Linked DNA regions of Mus musculus: region 2 is linked to region 1. A link is a contact called in public promoter capture Hi-C data. All regions are on one chromosome and are shown on one strand. The core of a region is the stretch at or near the end of the contact, and the rest is flanking DNA. Distances in the headings are between cores, read along the strand shown.

What was found. Capture Hi-C pulls out chosen DNA fragments and counts their contacts.
Region 2: a contact with region 1 is called in a promoter capture Hi-C map of pancreatic islet. The contact joins two enhancer-like sites. A contact is called at or near these places in 3 of 39 promoter capture datasets (embryonic stem cells, frontonasal cranial neural crest and maxillary cranial neural crest), 8 of 115 datasets of contacts at active chromatin or transcription factors (the NIH/3T3 cell line, craniofacial prominence, embryonic forebrain and 5 more) and 1 of 9 other capture datasets (pancreatic islet).

What each region holds. Positions count from the first base shown.
Region 1 is chr8:10,985,095-10,992,706 of GRCm38.p6, forward strand. It overlaps Irs2 (insulin receptor substrate 2), which reads right to left. Exons shown (of 2, transcript NM_001081212.2): 2 at 1-1,920. The coding sequence ends at 1,916. Among named protein-coding and RNA genes, the nearest start is that of 9530052E02Rik, 19 kb to the right of the region's middle. Within about 2 kb of position 5,072, at least 84 of the 459 cell types and tissues checked have an H3K27ac peak or open chromatin away from gene starts, as enhancers often do. A contact at or near this core is called in pancreatic islet, where this site is marked.
Region 2 is chr8:11,210,970-11,218,581 of GRCm38.p6, forward strand. Col4a1 (collagen, type IV, alpha 1) reads right to left here. Exons shown (of 52, transcript NM_009931.2): 37 at 6,944-7,083; 38 at 6,465-6,591; 39 at 6,296-6,376; 40 at 5,732-5,830; 41 at 3,683-3,733; 42 at 2,535-2,720; 43 at 1,633-1,766; 44 at 795-867. Among named protein-coding and RNA genes, the nearest start is that of Gm15418, 27 kb to the left of the region's middle. Within about 2 kb of position 4,457, at least 24 of the 459 cell types and tissues checked have an H3K27ac peak or open chromatin away from gene starts, as enhancers often do. A contact at or near this core is called in pancreatic islet, where this site is marked.

The DNA of each region.
Region 1 (7,612 bases), core at 3,822-6,321:
ATATGCCTGCTCTTCTTGAAATGTACAGGAGGAGGGGGATTTAGTGTATTCTCGATTTCTCTTCTTGTTCATGTCAGCTGCATCAGGGACATATGCCATCTGTGTCCTGTGGTGACCACTCCCAGCATGGAGGGTGTGTCACATCTGCCTCGACGTGCTGTAGTCAGCAGATCAGTCCTACTGTCCCTGGGGGATTCAGCTACACAGCAAATGCAGCGCAGGTTCCTCATCAACACTGGAGAAGATTTCCGGAGATCCTTTAACAGCTCAGTAAAGGATAGCACACACAGTGCTATGTGGCCCAAACTGCTTAAGATGCACAACTGCAGCAAGGTAAACCTTGAGAATTGGCGCGGGGTGTGGGGAGATCAATTTACATTCAACTTTGTCTTGCAATACAGCCTTCTTCTACAAGCTCAGCAACGGAAGCAGGAAGACAGCTGCATTGCCATTAAATATATTTTTTAAGACATGGAATTTTTTTTGGTCATCCTCTAAAAGCCCATTCTTACCTTACCAATGCATTATTCTATAGTGACACATATATATATATATATATATACATCCCAAACAAAAACAAAACAATGATTAAAAAATAAACCAGCAACTCACATTTCCAAGAGTTATTAGTGTAGCCTCTACAGGACTATGGAGACAGGCACTGGGAAGTGGGGGGGTCAGGGAGGCAGGGCCTCCAGCCCTGTGACGGAGCAGCGAGGTGACGGCGATTCTGCCGGCAAGCTCAGCCCTTCTAGGTGACATATGAAACAGTTCCACAACACTGACATTTCCAGAACACTGACAACAGAACCAGGGTAGTCTCTGTCAAGAACCGTTGACAGGAAAGTGTAGGGGGAGAGATGTTTTTCCTCTTTTGCCATTCATAGTACAATGGCTGGAATGCCTCCCCTCCTGTTCAGGGCAACCTTGTTGGCCAACAAAAGTAACATTGTGCCAGAGATAATATATTTAAAAAACAAAAGCCCAAGCCAGTCTTGAGCTACAAGCGTGCCTGTGTTGAGTTTTAGGTTTGAGGATGGTGAGCTAAGAGTCACAGCCAGGAGGCTTGTGGAGGGGAGAAAAGGCTCTTGCAATCTGAAGGACTTACACGAACATCTACAGAGAGAGGAGTCAACAAGCCTGTTGTAGACACAAAGAGAGATCCACCCATCCCCACCCCTACCCCCAAATACGGCTGATGATCTCCAAAAGGAGGCTGCTCCAGTCACATTTAGGAATTTTTAGGATTAATCCATCTTCAAGTCCAATCCCACGGAGAATATTCAGTCCCACACCGGGCTCTGTGCGTAGGTAAACCATTCAGGTACCTGGACTGGAGTCCACATCGACTTAACAGAGAGACGGAGGTCAGCATGTGATCCTGGGGCAGAGTCGCCCTGTACCCTGCCAAACAATCCGGCTTCACCCTGAACTGAGGTAGGACTGTGGTAGTTTTGACTGTAAGCCAGTAAATACCAGATTTGACCACTTCCATGTATATTATAGCATCTCCTTGCATGCTGAGGGATTAATCCACTTTGCCAAAATGAAAGTAACAAGAGAAAAATGACAGCGATGGCCAGGACTTATGGAGGCCGGCGGCGGTGGAAACGTCCAATCTCCCGGAGTGTACGCCATCAGCCCGTCAGTTCACAAAGGAAACAAAATGCAACACAAACCGTGCGATGAGGGCTGGTGTGTGGGGACAGCTGAGAGGCAGACCTGCCTCTTGGTTCCTTATCTAATTCACAGAAGTCTCAAAATGTAGAATTGCTCCCGTTGATAGGAAAGTGAGCAGCAGCGTTGGTCGGAAACATGCCAAGCATCTCCTTCGAATGGATTCAGAGTTTTGTTTTTTTTGTTTTGTTTTTGTTTTTGTTTTTTTCAACATGGCGGCGATGGGGCTGGTAGCGCTTCACTCTGAAAAAGAGAGAAGAAAACTGGTGAGCCAGGCTCTAAGAACCAAAAGGCACTCTTAACCCATGGACCTGTGATCAGGGTGGGTACTTTCCTCCGAAATGAGGTACTCAGAGATGCAAACGCAAGGTCCTAGAGTTGGGGTGGCAGGGTACACACAAGTGAGAAAAGTCTACACACACACACACACTTTTTGCCAAGCATTCCAGTAAAACAAAACAAACAAACAAACAAATTCAGAGGATTAGGCAAGGGTTCTTGCCTTCCCAGCAACCATCTGTGCATGTGCAGCTGGAGGAGACCTGCCTGCCTCCCCAGCATGAAGGAGGATTGACAACTATTAAAGCTCTCCCCAATGGCCAGAGGCTGCCACACTACCACTGTAACCTGACTCCTCCAGGGAAGGGTTGCCTGGAGTCCACTCTTCTTAAAAATATATACACTTAGCTGCATGTGGTGGTCCACACCTCTATCCCAGCACTCATGAGGCAGAGGAAGACAGATCTCCATGGGTTGAAGTCAGCTTGGTCTACCTAGTGAGCTCCAGGTCAGACATGGATACAAGGGGAGGCTCTGTCTCAAATATCTGTCCCCCCGCACAAATTTTTAAAAGGTCCTGCAGCCAAATCTCTGCTGCCACTCAGCTCTCAGCACCTCTTAGAGTACACCCATCACCCTAAGTGCCAAAAGCTGCCAACTGTCCTTCGGAGCGAGTGGCAGGAAGACTATCATGTGACCATCTCCACCTGCTTCTCCCTTCAATGGAGGAGAACCATGACTCTATCTCCAGGGCTCTCTGTTCCTAATGTCTAAAGTCCCTCCCCCTGTGTATGTGTGTGTGTGTGTGCACGCGTGCACATGTGTGTATATGTACATTCGCGCCACACAGACATAATGCCACATCATAATGACCCCTCCTTTTTATCTTACAAGTCACTCCCTATGATGACTGCCACAAGGCCACACTGAGCCTTAAACTGGTCAAACTTCTTAGCTCTAATACCATCACCATAAGGCTAGACACACCTCTAACATCCAACGGAATTCTGACCTTTGATGCTTGAACCTCAATCTCTACTTAGTTTGTGTGTGAGAGAGAGAGAGGGAGGAGAGGAAAAGGCAGAGGGGAGGAACCCTGTACATAAATATACCCAGAAAGTGATCCTGGGGAGGGAGGTATTGCAGAAACAGGATGAAGGAGAGTCTGGGGGCCTCAGCGGACACACCAGATGAGGTTCAACTCCATGGAGACTTAGAACTGGCAAGCAGGACTGGAGTGTTAGGTTAGAGAAAGGCTGCTGTAGAAACTTTCTTTGAAAGGGAGGCCTGAGGCTGACGCTGGCTATCTTTTCCCTTTTTTAACTTTTTATTGGTTCTTTTTGGATTTCGCATCAATGATCCCCAATCCCACTCATCTCCCTCTCCCCTCGAACCTGCCTCCCCCCAACAGAGGAAAAGAAAAATCTCATTGTGGAAGCTGCAGTGTGTCACAGTATGTCCCACAGTATACCCTTTTGTCCACACTTTGCTTGCAAATGTTCACACCAGTGATTCATTGGTCTGGTACGAGGCCTCTGGCTTCTGCTACTCTATCGATATTGGAATCTCACTGGGACTCCTCTGGGATATTCTGATGCTGTCCCTTGTCATTGAGATCCTATAGTTTTGGATCTGTAGGACCTTCATGCACTCCAGCAGTTATGATGGGGAAGATGTTGGAGTGGGACAATTCAAAGCCCTGGATCCGGGCCTGAGAGGTATCTGAGCTGTTCAGCCCACCAGAAACTAGCTATCTTTATACCACTGTACAAAACACCTTTCTCCAGTGTGAACAGGTGGCAAAATCATGTTGAGCATTTTGGCCAAAGCACTGACCTACACTTAGCCAGAGTGTTTGCCTGAGGGTCACATTCAGGAGGCTGGCCCAGGTCTAGGGATGGGGTAAACACCAAAGATTACAATTCTGTTCTCAACAGAGCCCCTGCTCTTCTCTGTCCAGCAAGAGTGGAGGCGGGGCTGAGAACTGACCTGGATGCAAACTAGGATCTGCATGCCCTGTGCCTGTGAACTAGGATGCGTGTGCCCTATGCCTTTTTGTTTACTTTTAAGGCTGTCATTGGGCTGGTTCATGTTGAATATGAGGGAAGGAAAATATTTTCTAACACTACTAATCTGACATGCTCAACCTTAAATATTTATAGTTCCTAAGGATGAGATGCCAGTACACATTTATTTATTCATTACCTATGTCAAATCCACTAGAGGCAACACAGGGATGATTAATTTATGGCCACTCTGCTCTGCATGTGCCTTAAGGAAAATTCTGAGCTGTCTGTCCAGTCACAGTGGTAGAATGACCCAGAAAGGATTCTGCCCTACACTCCGAACAGAACTGTCCTGCATCGGGTGGTAACTCATGCTGAGACCTATTCCCAGGATTTGACATTTCCTTGTAGGATCTGAAATTTCCTTGCAATTCTACACCCAACTCCATAAGAGCAGAGATGATCCTTTAGAACAGCAAGTGTCCAGAGCCTTGAAAGCAACTAAGCAAGTTTGAGAAACTCTTTCCATCCCTGTGCCCTTCTACAGAGCTCAGCTTCACCCTTGCTCAGCAGCCACTGATGAAATATGTCACTGATACACCCCAAATGGAGTCCAGTCACAGGCCAGGACTCCTAAGTCTCTTAGGATCACCTTTCCCCTTACACTTAAAGAGCAGAAAGAATCCAAATGAGACTGTGCTTCCATCTCCAAAGGTTCTGCTTAGATCCCAGAGAAAGAGAGGGGACAGGGGAAGGAGAGAGAGACAGAAGCCATCCCTGCAAGACAGGGAGATCTTCACATTACATGGGACCAACAGCAAGACAGCGAAGCCCCACTGCACAAAAGGTTGAGCACCAAACCCAGAGCCTGTTAGCAAGAAACCAGACAGACATACCAGGGGCATCTGAGCCAGGCCAACTAATACCTTTCCTTCCGCTGCGATGTTTCATGAGACTCTGGGTTAGTGCATGGTCAGGGGCCCAGGCAAACAGTGGCAGTTCTGCCCAGGATCTGTCTCTAGATTTCTGCAAGGCTTCTCTCCCACAAAGAGCTCAACCTAGATTCCCTCATTCGGAGTCCCTGAGGCTCTGTGGATTGCAGAAAAGAGCAGGTGTGGGCTCCCTAACATATTCAGGGCTCTGAATTACTAGTGCTATTTAGATGAATATTGATTTGCATGACAAAAGAAAACCAGAGGCCACATATTTTGTATCTCTAGCAGCAAATCAAATTAAGGAAGAAATGAACCCTCTGGTGAGTCCCCACATCCTTCAAGGCTATCTCAATGCCCAGTTCAGGCAACAACAACAACAAAAAACCAAAAATAAAAAATAAAAAATAAAAAAATAGCAAACCAAAACACCCAAACAAACAAAAAAACCTAAACAACAACAACAAAAAAAAAACCCACAGAACTAGTTGGGGAAACAGGCTCTTCAGTTGGAAGACAAATTCCTAGAAAAATATGCCTGATAATTTAGTATCTTCTTACTTTGCTAAAAGCATTTGAAAAAAAAAAAAAGTAAGTTTGGGTGTGATAACAAACCCAGAGATTCTAAGAAAAACGGTTACTTAACCTTTCATCTAAGTTGGGGGGGGGGGGGGAACATAGATGATTAAGCTCCTGTGACAGCCTGCTTGAAAGAGTCCAACTTCTGTCTACAGAGCTCACACTTCCACTGACAATTAAAATCCTTTCGTTTTGATTGCTTGTTATTAAACTCCCTACCTTCGAGTTGTAACTTGCTAATGACACAATCAATCCCAGACGGGTTGAAGAAACGATGTAGCTTTCTCAGGGCTGAAGCCAGTAATAGGCGTCTGATCCAGCCTTCAAGGAAGGCAGCCTCCTCTCGGCCCAGCCTCGGTGTGCTCAGAGGCCTCCCAGCCTGTGAAGCAAGCGCCTCACTTCAAACTTCCTCTAACACACCCAAAGCTTTGCCCATGGGAAAGCGCCAGCTCAGCCTCCAGGCTTTTAGAAGCCAATGTTTCAATGGCTGTTTCCCAATGTGGGCATGGAACTAGCTTCTTCCTTACTGGGAACCCCTAAGTGCCTGCAGGTGCAGATCCAACAATGTGGATTAATGTTTTCACCCTCTAGCCCGACCCACATCCTCCAGAGTCTTCTATATCCTGGGGACCCTTTCTCCAAACCAGGACATTCTAATTCCAGGTTCAAACCAGAGGAAAAAGCCAGAAGGAAGAGGGCCTCCCGGGTGAGCTGTGCAGGGGTGGGACAGCTCCTTCATAGTGTTGTCTAGTGGGAGGCTCCCTCTGGCTTCCAGAAGAGAGGTTTAGGGACCCAGTGGGAGTGAGGGAATCAGAGCAGTCCACTTAAGCCCAGTCTCCTCTCTGGTTCCCACTATTGGTTCTGTGTTGTTCTGTTTAGTGCTGTGCGTATTTGAGGGTTACAGCAGGATGCTGTAGGGCACATTTACATAGAAGGTTACCAGGAGTGGATTAACCAGTTCCCTCCTCTGTCACCCACTCTACTTGCATTCTGGCAGAGAGCAGATAAAGGTTACTCTTTTTTTTTTTTAAAGACAACAACAAAATATCCCTAATACAATTGTCACGCCTTGTAGACTTCCACAGAGCCATCTGTCCTATGTGCTAGCTTCTTTGTGTCTGTCCCCTCTCTTTTCTCCCTCCCTACACCTTACCCAGTCACCTGACAAACAATTTTATTGAGCTCTCTGTACATTTAACCTGAGGTTGTTTTTTTGTTTGTTTGTTTTTGTTGTTATTGTTTTTAATATTCTATGTATGAGATCATGCAAACTTTTTCACTGGCTTTTTATAGAACTCTCTTCAAAGGACATTAAATACCATGCTGGTATCTGATCCCTTTTAATGAGGGAGACGATTTAATGAGGCGATGTTCGTTCAAAATGCCTTGGGAAACTCGCTTGCCTGCTAGACTGCAGGAGACCATGTCCTTCTGGCCTTCATGTCCTCTGCACCTCAGGACCATGATCCTTAGTCAACCTAAGTTCAACGAACTACAACAAAACAAAACAACCTTACAACTTATGCCACTTCTTGGAGCAGAAAAGAGAAACACAACCTCCAGAAGGAAACAAAAGCCTGGTCTGATACCCAGGAAGGAGACGCCTTCCATTTCACAGATGATGACGGTGCACAATACAGGCCAGTCGTCTCTGTGCAAGTAAAGTTTTATTGGGTCACAGGCACTGTCATTCTCATAGCGCAGCTGTTTCCACCTCAAGCACAGTTGGGTAGCTATGGTAACTAAGCATGAACCTTCACTGTCCAATCCTTCACAGAACCAGTCTGCCAACCCTTCAAGGCAGATGATCCCACCGGCATTTAACAAGGAGCTGGAGAAGACACGAGCAGGTTTGTCAAAATAGCACCACACGTTTTCCACCTGCGTGTTACACCTGAGACTAACTGATAGCCCTGGAAATCATCTGCAAGCTTACTCACTTCAGAAATGCAATACTGTCTGCTAAAGGCCACGCTATCCTCTTACAGACCCCGCGAGTCATAAGACTGACTGTGAAGCCAGCACTCTTTAGAATGATCCTCTGGCTTCGTAATGCACAGCACAGCTCAGAATCCATCTGATCACGACTAAATGCAAGCTTTGCTGACACTCGGCTTTGAAAAAAGAAAGTGATACGCA
Region 2 (7,612 bases), core at 3,207-5,706, 230 kb after region 1:
CCTACATATAGACAGGCACATAAGCATACGTATACCATGTGAGCATACATGTGCAATGAACACATTCTCAATTATGTTCAAGGAAGAAAAGATGTGTTAATTTTTTAGCGCAGTATCTCACAAAGCCTTTCTTTGTAGAGTCGGAGGCCATCGTTTTATAAGCAGTCACTATCTGACAGTGGCAATCAGGGCATGTGATGGAGTCTACGGTCACAGCTTGTGTGACAGACCACAGACATCTGCAGACCGTGTGCCCTTTCTATTCACCCATTAGGTGAGTAGGATTCTGTTGTAGCCATGGTATGTGGGAGCTGCTAGCATCCAGGAGAGGTTTGCTGACTGCATTGGCAAACTATCAAGTGGCCCAAAGCCACAACTTCTTGTTAAAACTCGGAAGACACACGTGATCCACTGGTTCTTAGCTAAGAAGATCAGAACGCCTTTAGTCAGCCACCCGCAGGGTCATACAGACTGAGATGCCACAAAGAAGGCTGTTTTTATCTGGTGTCAGGAGTACATGGTTGTAACCCCAGCACTCAGGGGGCTGAGCCATGAGGATTGCTAAAGGCTTGAGGTCAGCCTGGGACAGACAGCAAGACCTAGTCTCAAAAAAAAAAAAAAAAAAAAAAAAAACAGGGAAAACCTGGTCTCAAAATTCACTGCATTTTTAACTTAAAGATAACATTATCTCTTGCTGAGGCCATGTCAGCATCTGAATATGGAAGCTTGGAGCTCAGGCAGCCTTTGGGACAGTATCCCCTCAACAACAAGGCTGTCAGGCCTCATGGTCTTACCTTGAAATCCTGGAACTCCGGGCAGTCCCATATCTCCCTTTGAACCTGTGATCCCTGGAGAGCCGCCAATGCCCTAGGTACCAAAGGAAGTGTGAGCTGGACATGGCTCTAGACACCCAGTTTGTACCCTGCGTACCCTGTCAGGCAAAAAGCACTTCTGTGTTCTGCACAGGAGTTTGTGAGCTCAGGTGGGTCATACAATTCTTTAAACGACAGAACACGAGAAGATAACTGCAACACTGGTCCCCTGGTCTCTCTTTACTGGTCCATATACACAGCAGTTCCTTCGAGCTTGTAGCCGCTGTCCCCACCCACCAGCATGATGCCATGACACAGCCACAATACCATGGACAGTTGCCATGGAAACAAACCCAGTTCTATCAGGACCATACCACCCTTCTGGTCTCTTCATCGTCAAAGGGCAGTGAGTGTTCCTTAAAACCAGCCTCATGCCCCATCTGAATTATTATTTTAATTATGGAGAAAATATTTTAAAACACCTGAGCCTCTGCCAACTCTAGAAGACAATTCTCAGGCTGTGAAGAACTGCTCTTTACCAAGATACTGAATACTTGCACTGAATTTGTAAATGGGTTGTAAAGTCGGGCACTGAACTATAATCTGCAGCAGTATAGCATTTCCTGTTTAATGGCTCTATAAAATAGATTATAAAAGCACATGCAATACTTTCCTATGCTGATCCCAAAGGAAGGAACTGCTTTAAGGGCTGGGCGGTATCACACATGTGCACACATATAGAAACACATACACACACATATAATAATACTCTTGACCAAAAAGTTCCTTTTGAAAATCAATTCTACACTCAATCACTCACCGGCATGCCTTGGAATCCTGGGTCTCCCTTAGGGCCTGGAACCCCCGGAGCTCCTGGCCAACCTTGATTTCCCTTGTCACCTTTTGGCCCATTGATTCCTGGGAACCCTGGCGGCCCCATAGGTCCCGGATGCCCTAATGCAAAGAACAAAGACGCAGGGTTAGGGTGGTTGGTACTATAGTGGACTGTGTCACTGGGCTATGGTACAGTCACACTGCTATCAACTCTCTGCAACCATAACACCATGGCCTTGTAGAGTAACACAGGCCTCCAGGAAATCAAGGAAGGGTGCTCATACAAACAACAGACTCAGCACCCAAATGCTGGCACTGGCGGCCCAGGTCTGTCACCCCAGCTATACCAGAGACTGAAGCAGCAGGAGACCCAGTTCACTGGTATTAGGCTACAGAGTTACTGATTCAAGGCCAGTGGGGACAACTTTGTGAGAACCTGACTCAAAACAACAACATTAATAAAATGGCTGAGTGTGTAACTCAATAGTAAAATATTTGCCTAGCATACACAAAGCCTATGTTCCATCCCCAGTACCACTAAAATAAGTCAATAGTAAAGCCACGTGGTTATAAAGTCGGGGGCGTACAGCACCATTGAGGTGTTCATGTGAATGTCACAGTGTTGGCTTCCAAAATACTGAAGCCACAGTGTCCAGGGTCCTCCACAACCACAGGAGGCAAGCTCAGGGTGGCAAACATTCGAGCATTGCCCCAGTTAAAGCAAAAATCCAAATGGTATCTCTACTGCACCTCTCTCTGTAATCTTCTCTCATGCTGCTCTCTAAGTAATACCTCAACAGAAAGGAAACCACAGAGACCAGTTCAACAGAGACCCAAGCGCAGCTCTGAGTTGTTAACTTGAGCATGTGTCTGGTGAAAAGCCCTTACCTGGCAGGCCAGGTTGACCCTGAGGTCCTCGGTCTCCTTTGGGCCCCTCCACAGGGTGACCAGGAGTGCCAGGTAAGCCAGGTTGTCCTTGAGGGCCAGGAGGACCCATGAACCCTTGCTCGCCTTTGACTCCAGGAATTCCAGGACTTCCAGCTAGGCCAGGGAAACCCACTTCACCCTTGGAGCCTGCACAGGAGAGAGAGAGAGAGAGAGATGATGGTGACCAGAGGAGCAGAGTCCATAGAGATGCTACACTGCGGTGACAGCCAGAGATCTTATATGTGTATCTTAAATGTGTTTTGAAGTCTTCAAGCAACTATACTACTAAAACCAAGAGTAGGCTCATCCCAAGACATGGACAAAGCAAACTGTTACAAGGATGCAATGGGACCCTACTTAGGCTTCACAAGTGAATTATCAATACAGACAACAGGAAAGCTGTAAACCAGATACTCTATGGGAAGAAGCCAGGCTTGCATGAAACTTGTATAAGATACAGTATCATTCGTGGCTCCTAAATTAACATGGGTATTTGTTTGAGGGGCCTGAGGACTTCAGGATACAATATGGAGGATCAGAACCAGTGGGACAGCCATTGGGTGACAGCTGTGACACTACCCAGAATGCACTGTTTCTGTGGATGCATAGATGAGTCAAAACTTGAAGAACAACAGCACATTTTAAATATGTGCTGTCTATCATATGGTAATGTTAGCCCAATAAAGCTACTTTTAAAAAAATAATAAAGTAAGGGCTAGATAGCTGGCTCTGCAGTCAGGAGCACTCACTGCTCTTGCAGAGGACCCAAGCTCAGTTTCCAGTACCCCATGGCAGCTTACAACCTCCTACACACACACACACACACACACACACACACACATTCAAGCATATGCATTTAACTGATTAATTAAAAAGAAACTACAGAAGATTACCAGGGATGGGAACGCATGTTTACATGCTACTCAAAACGTAAGCAATAATGACATCATAAGGTATTTGGCAGGTACCACATATCACATCACGCGTGAATCAGATGGTGCAATCATCAGACATCTATCAGCCACTAGACACGGTCACTGCTTTGCTAAGGGGGACATGCTGAGTTCCGTGGACCACTCCACACAAAGGTGCGAAGCTGAGAGCGTTACCTTTGTCTCCTTTGGAGCCAGGGAAGCCGGGGAAGCCTCTTCCTGGAACACCTACAGGGTGAGGACAGAAAACAACAGTCTCTTACTCAGCTGCAGAGACAGTGGGAGGCCATGCCCCATGTGCCCTGACACCACGCAGCACTTAAAGAGTGCCCTGAGGAGTCCCGTGGAACCTGGGAGCAAAGCTACACCTCTGCAACTGTCTCATCATGCGTTCTCCTTGAAGACCTTTCTGTTTGGCTCATTAAGGTGCTGAGCAGAAATGATCTGCGCTAATGACACTCTTTCTCCTACAGAGGCAGGACAGAAGGCTCACCTTTCCCTGGGCACTAGGGCAGAAGGTAAACACAGCGAGGCCCTGACAGATGCTACCAATTCCCTTTGATTGCTGCTAGAATTGAGAGTGCTCCCTGGTGTCTTTATCATAAACATCGTTTTTTAAACTTTCTGTGTGGAAACTGGCAGCTATTGTGCAGACCCTACCCTTATAAGGCCCCGGGCAGCCTCAAATAGGAAATCCACCAGTCAAGCAGATACGTTTCTGGTACCCAGTGGACTGCCTTCATTGCAGCCTGGCTGTCTGGATCCCTTACAGTCTAAGGAAACTCTAATGGCTCTGGGTAGACCTCAGAACAGAGCAACTCAAAGCCCAGAGAATTCTAAAGGACCCTGAAGCCATCTTCACCCAGACTACAGAAGAAGCACCTCCCACTGGTGGCCCAGCAGAAAGGAAGGTTTGCGATTGGTGCAAACAACTATGACATACACCCCAGCACTATAAGAGGGAGCTTGGCTCCTGTCCCTAGTCTGCTGCCCCCTGGTGTTCAAAAAGAGGCTTTCTCTAAGTGGTCATTTTTTGCCCAGTCTTGTTTATCTGTGAAAGGCCTCACTATGGAAGGCCAGATTTCTTGGACACATTTGGCTCTTTATCACCAATAAAACAGACAAGAGGAGAGAACACAAGAGGAGACTGTGGCAACAGAGACCAGAGAGTGGCTGAAGAACTTCAGAGAGTTGCCAGGGCAAAAAAAGACAGCAGAAGCCGCAGAGAAAATAACCGTTGGAAAAGGCTTAAGATGAGAAAGGGCAGGCAGGCCCTTGTTGCTAGAATTCCAGGGACCTGCAGCACTTTAAGAGCCCAGTGTCCCAGACACTCTAGGCCTGACAGCTGTGCCACCAGCTACTGAGGGTCCCACACACCTTCAAGCACTCAGAGATACCATCTGATGCTGCTGGCTGCTGCCAATCACCACTGCATAAAGCCAAGGGTTCCAAAGGGACAGCAGCATAGGGAGATTCCTACTCTTGAGTTCTACTTGGCCAGAGTAAAAACACCCCAGTCAGTCCTGGGTAGTGGTGACTACGGCAGAGACACGCAGTCTGGCTTTTCTCAGATGACCATCTGACTGACTCTTCATCCCGTCGAGTGGGTGGAGCACAGAGAGCTGGGTAGTGGGCAGGAGAGTGGGCTTCACATAGCAGTGGGTAAACAGGAGGAGGAAGTGGAAAGGGCTTCTTATACATGATGTCTATAGAGAATGAGTAAGGGAACTGAAGAGCAGCCAGCGGTGATAGCAAGGAGCCCCTGCTGCTCCATTCCTGCCCAACACAGCTATAGCTAAAAACCTGCGGTCCTGCCACGACAGCTCTTCTATCAGTAACAGGAGCAGACACAGGAAGCAACAGTAACCACAAGACCCCCAGACCCTGGAAGACTAGGACTCCTTCCCAAACTGGGGAAAATGCTGGACAGAATTCTCTTGGCTGTTTGGTTTGGTTTTGTCACAGTGAACACAGGGGAAACAGAAAGGGAGGCATTCCTGCCCGGCAGCCCCGCATCTGTGTCTCTGGACCCACCCTCCAGGGAAGCGCTTCACTCACAGAAGGAATGAGCATCCCTCCCTGATCCAATCCCATCCCTCCAGTCCACATCTATATTTTCGGAGCCGCAAGGAACTCAGCACTGAGACCTCTGTGTTCGATCATCATGGCGCTGCAGTCTCTGAGGGAACAGCATGGCTTCTGCTGGGAAGCAGGAACAAGACTCACCTTGTTCACCCTTCTCTCCTGCCGACCCCGGGATTCCATCGCTGCCCGGCTCTCCCTTCTGGCCAGCTGGGCCTGTGGGGCCAGGAGTCCCAGGGAGACCTTGGGGAGAAAGATATGATCACTTGTGGACTGTCCTTAGCACCGTGGCGTCTGAGAAGTGGCCCCTTTCCCACATCAGAAAGAGCTGTTCCCTGCATCCCTGGTATCCCTGATGTCAGCTCTGATCCGTTCCAACAGGTTCTTTTCTGCTGCTAGGAACAGCATAGACCCCCACCCAATGCTTGCACAGAGAGGAGGGAGATATCTGAAATGCTCTTCTCACTACAAAAGCAGCTTGGAGATGCTGGCTTCATTTCCCAAAGACCTCAAACGCTTTACAGACTCTGCCTGTGGATCTGAAAGTGGAGGGATAAACCAGCTGGCCCTAGACCCCAGATAACATACTAGGGCCTGCTTCAGTGTGAAGAATTCTCCCATGAGGCTGAGACTACACTCCCCAACCCCCATGAAGCCTGGGCGCTCCTCATCTTTTCACCCAAGTGCCAGCAAAGGGTCCATCTCTACCTGCTTCTCCTTTGACACCAGGAACGCCATCCAGTCCTGGGAGGCCTTTATCCCCTTTCTCTCCAGGCAGGCCTGGGCTTCCTAAAGAGGAAATGAAAGTTCAGAAGTTGTATGCAGCTAGGTTTTCTTCACCTGTACCTTTCTGCCAGAGCTTGCCCAGCCCCCATACCTGGATGGCCGATGTTCCCCGGAGAACCTCTCGGGCCTGGGGACCCTGGCATCCCTGGGGTTCCGGCACTGCCTTTCTCTCCCTTCTCACCGGGGCTGCCTGGGAAGCCAGCAAGGCCCTGGTCTCCCTGTGAGGAAGAAGCAGACGTGTCACCTACAGGTCTGGAAGCACTTTCTAGGTAGCAGATTTCTAGGTAAGAGAGGCCGTGAGTATCAATCACACTGGAGAATCCCATTTGCTGGGCTTTCCAGAAAAGACATTCTCTCCATCTGCCAAGCTCCCCAGCCCGCCCCTCTTCTTCCTCCCTGTGATATGCGGCCACCCTCACCCTCTCAGAGAGATTCTAGAGTTTGCCCTTGGGAGAAAAGGCAGTGAACAGGAGGACATGACAGAGTTAGTCAGAGGGAGAGCTGTATCATAGTTGTGCTGAGATAGTTGGTAAGTGTCAGGGACATTGTCACGGGGCAGGAGATGATCACCTTGTCACCAGGCCGTCCCGGAATCCCAATGCCAGGTAGACCTGACTGCCCTTTCTCTCCTTTGGCTCCCTTCTCTCCAGGTGAGCCAGGGACACCCTGTGAGCCAGGGATGCCAGGCACACCTTTTTCTCCAGGCGAACCTAGTGACACAGACAATAGAACTTGGACTTAATGGCTGACGCTCAACACAAATCGCTCTGCTTATCAGTCTGCCACCAACACAGCCAGGGGTCCTCAGGCAAGCTAAGCTTCCCCCTGCCTTTGAAAGACCATCACTGTATAGGGAGAACACAGCTCTGCCGATGCGGAACCATCAGTTCCGAGGACTGTGAGGCAGTGTGAAGATTCACACGCCATATATGGACCTATGACACACAGACACAGGTATACCACCAGCAGCCTAGACTGTCATAGCAAGTCATTGGAATTCCTCCCAAAGACCTGAGAGGAGATAGGAAGGCAGGCTTCCAGTTTTGACTATCACTTCCCAGCCTGTGCTGAGAAACACCTCCCCAGCTAACCCACTTATCCATGGGTAGCTCAGACTTCACTTTCCAGTGTGCATCACTTATTCATTTTTAGCAATCATTACAGACACTATAGCCATTGTCAGCCAATGCCAATCAGTGTCAGTCGAAAGCCATCCACCCTAGATGAGAGACACGGCTG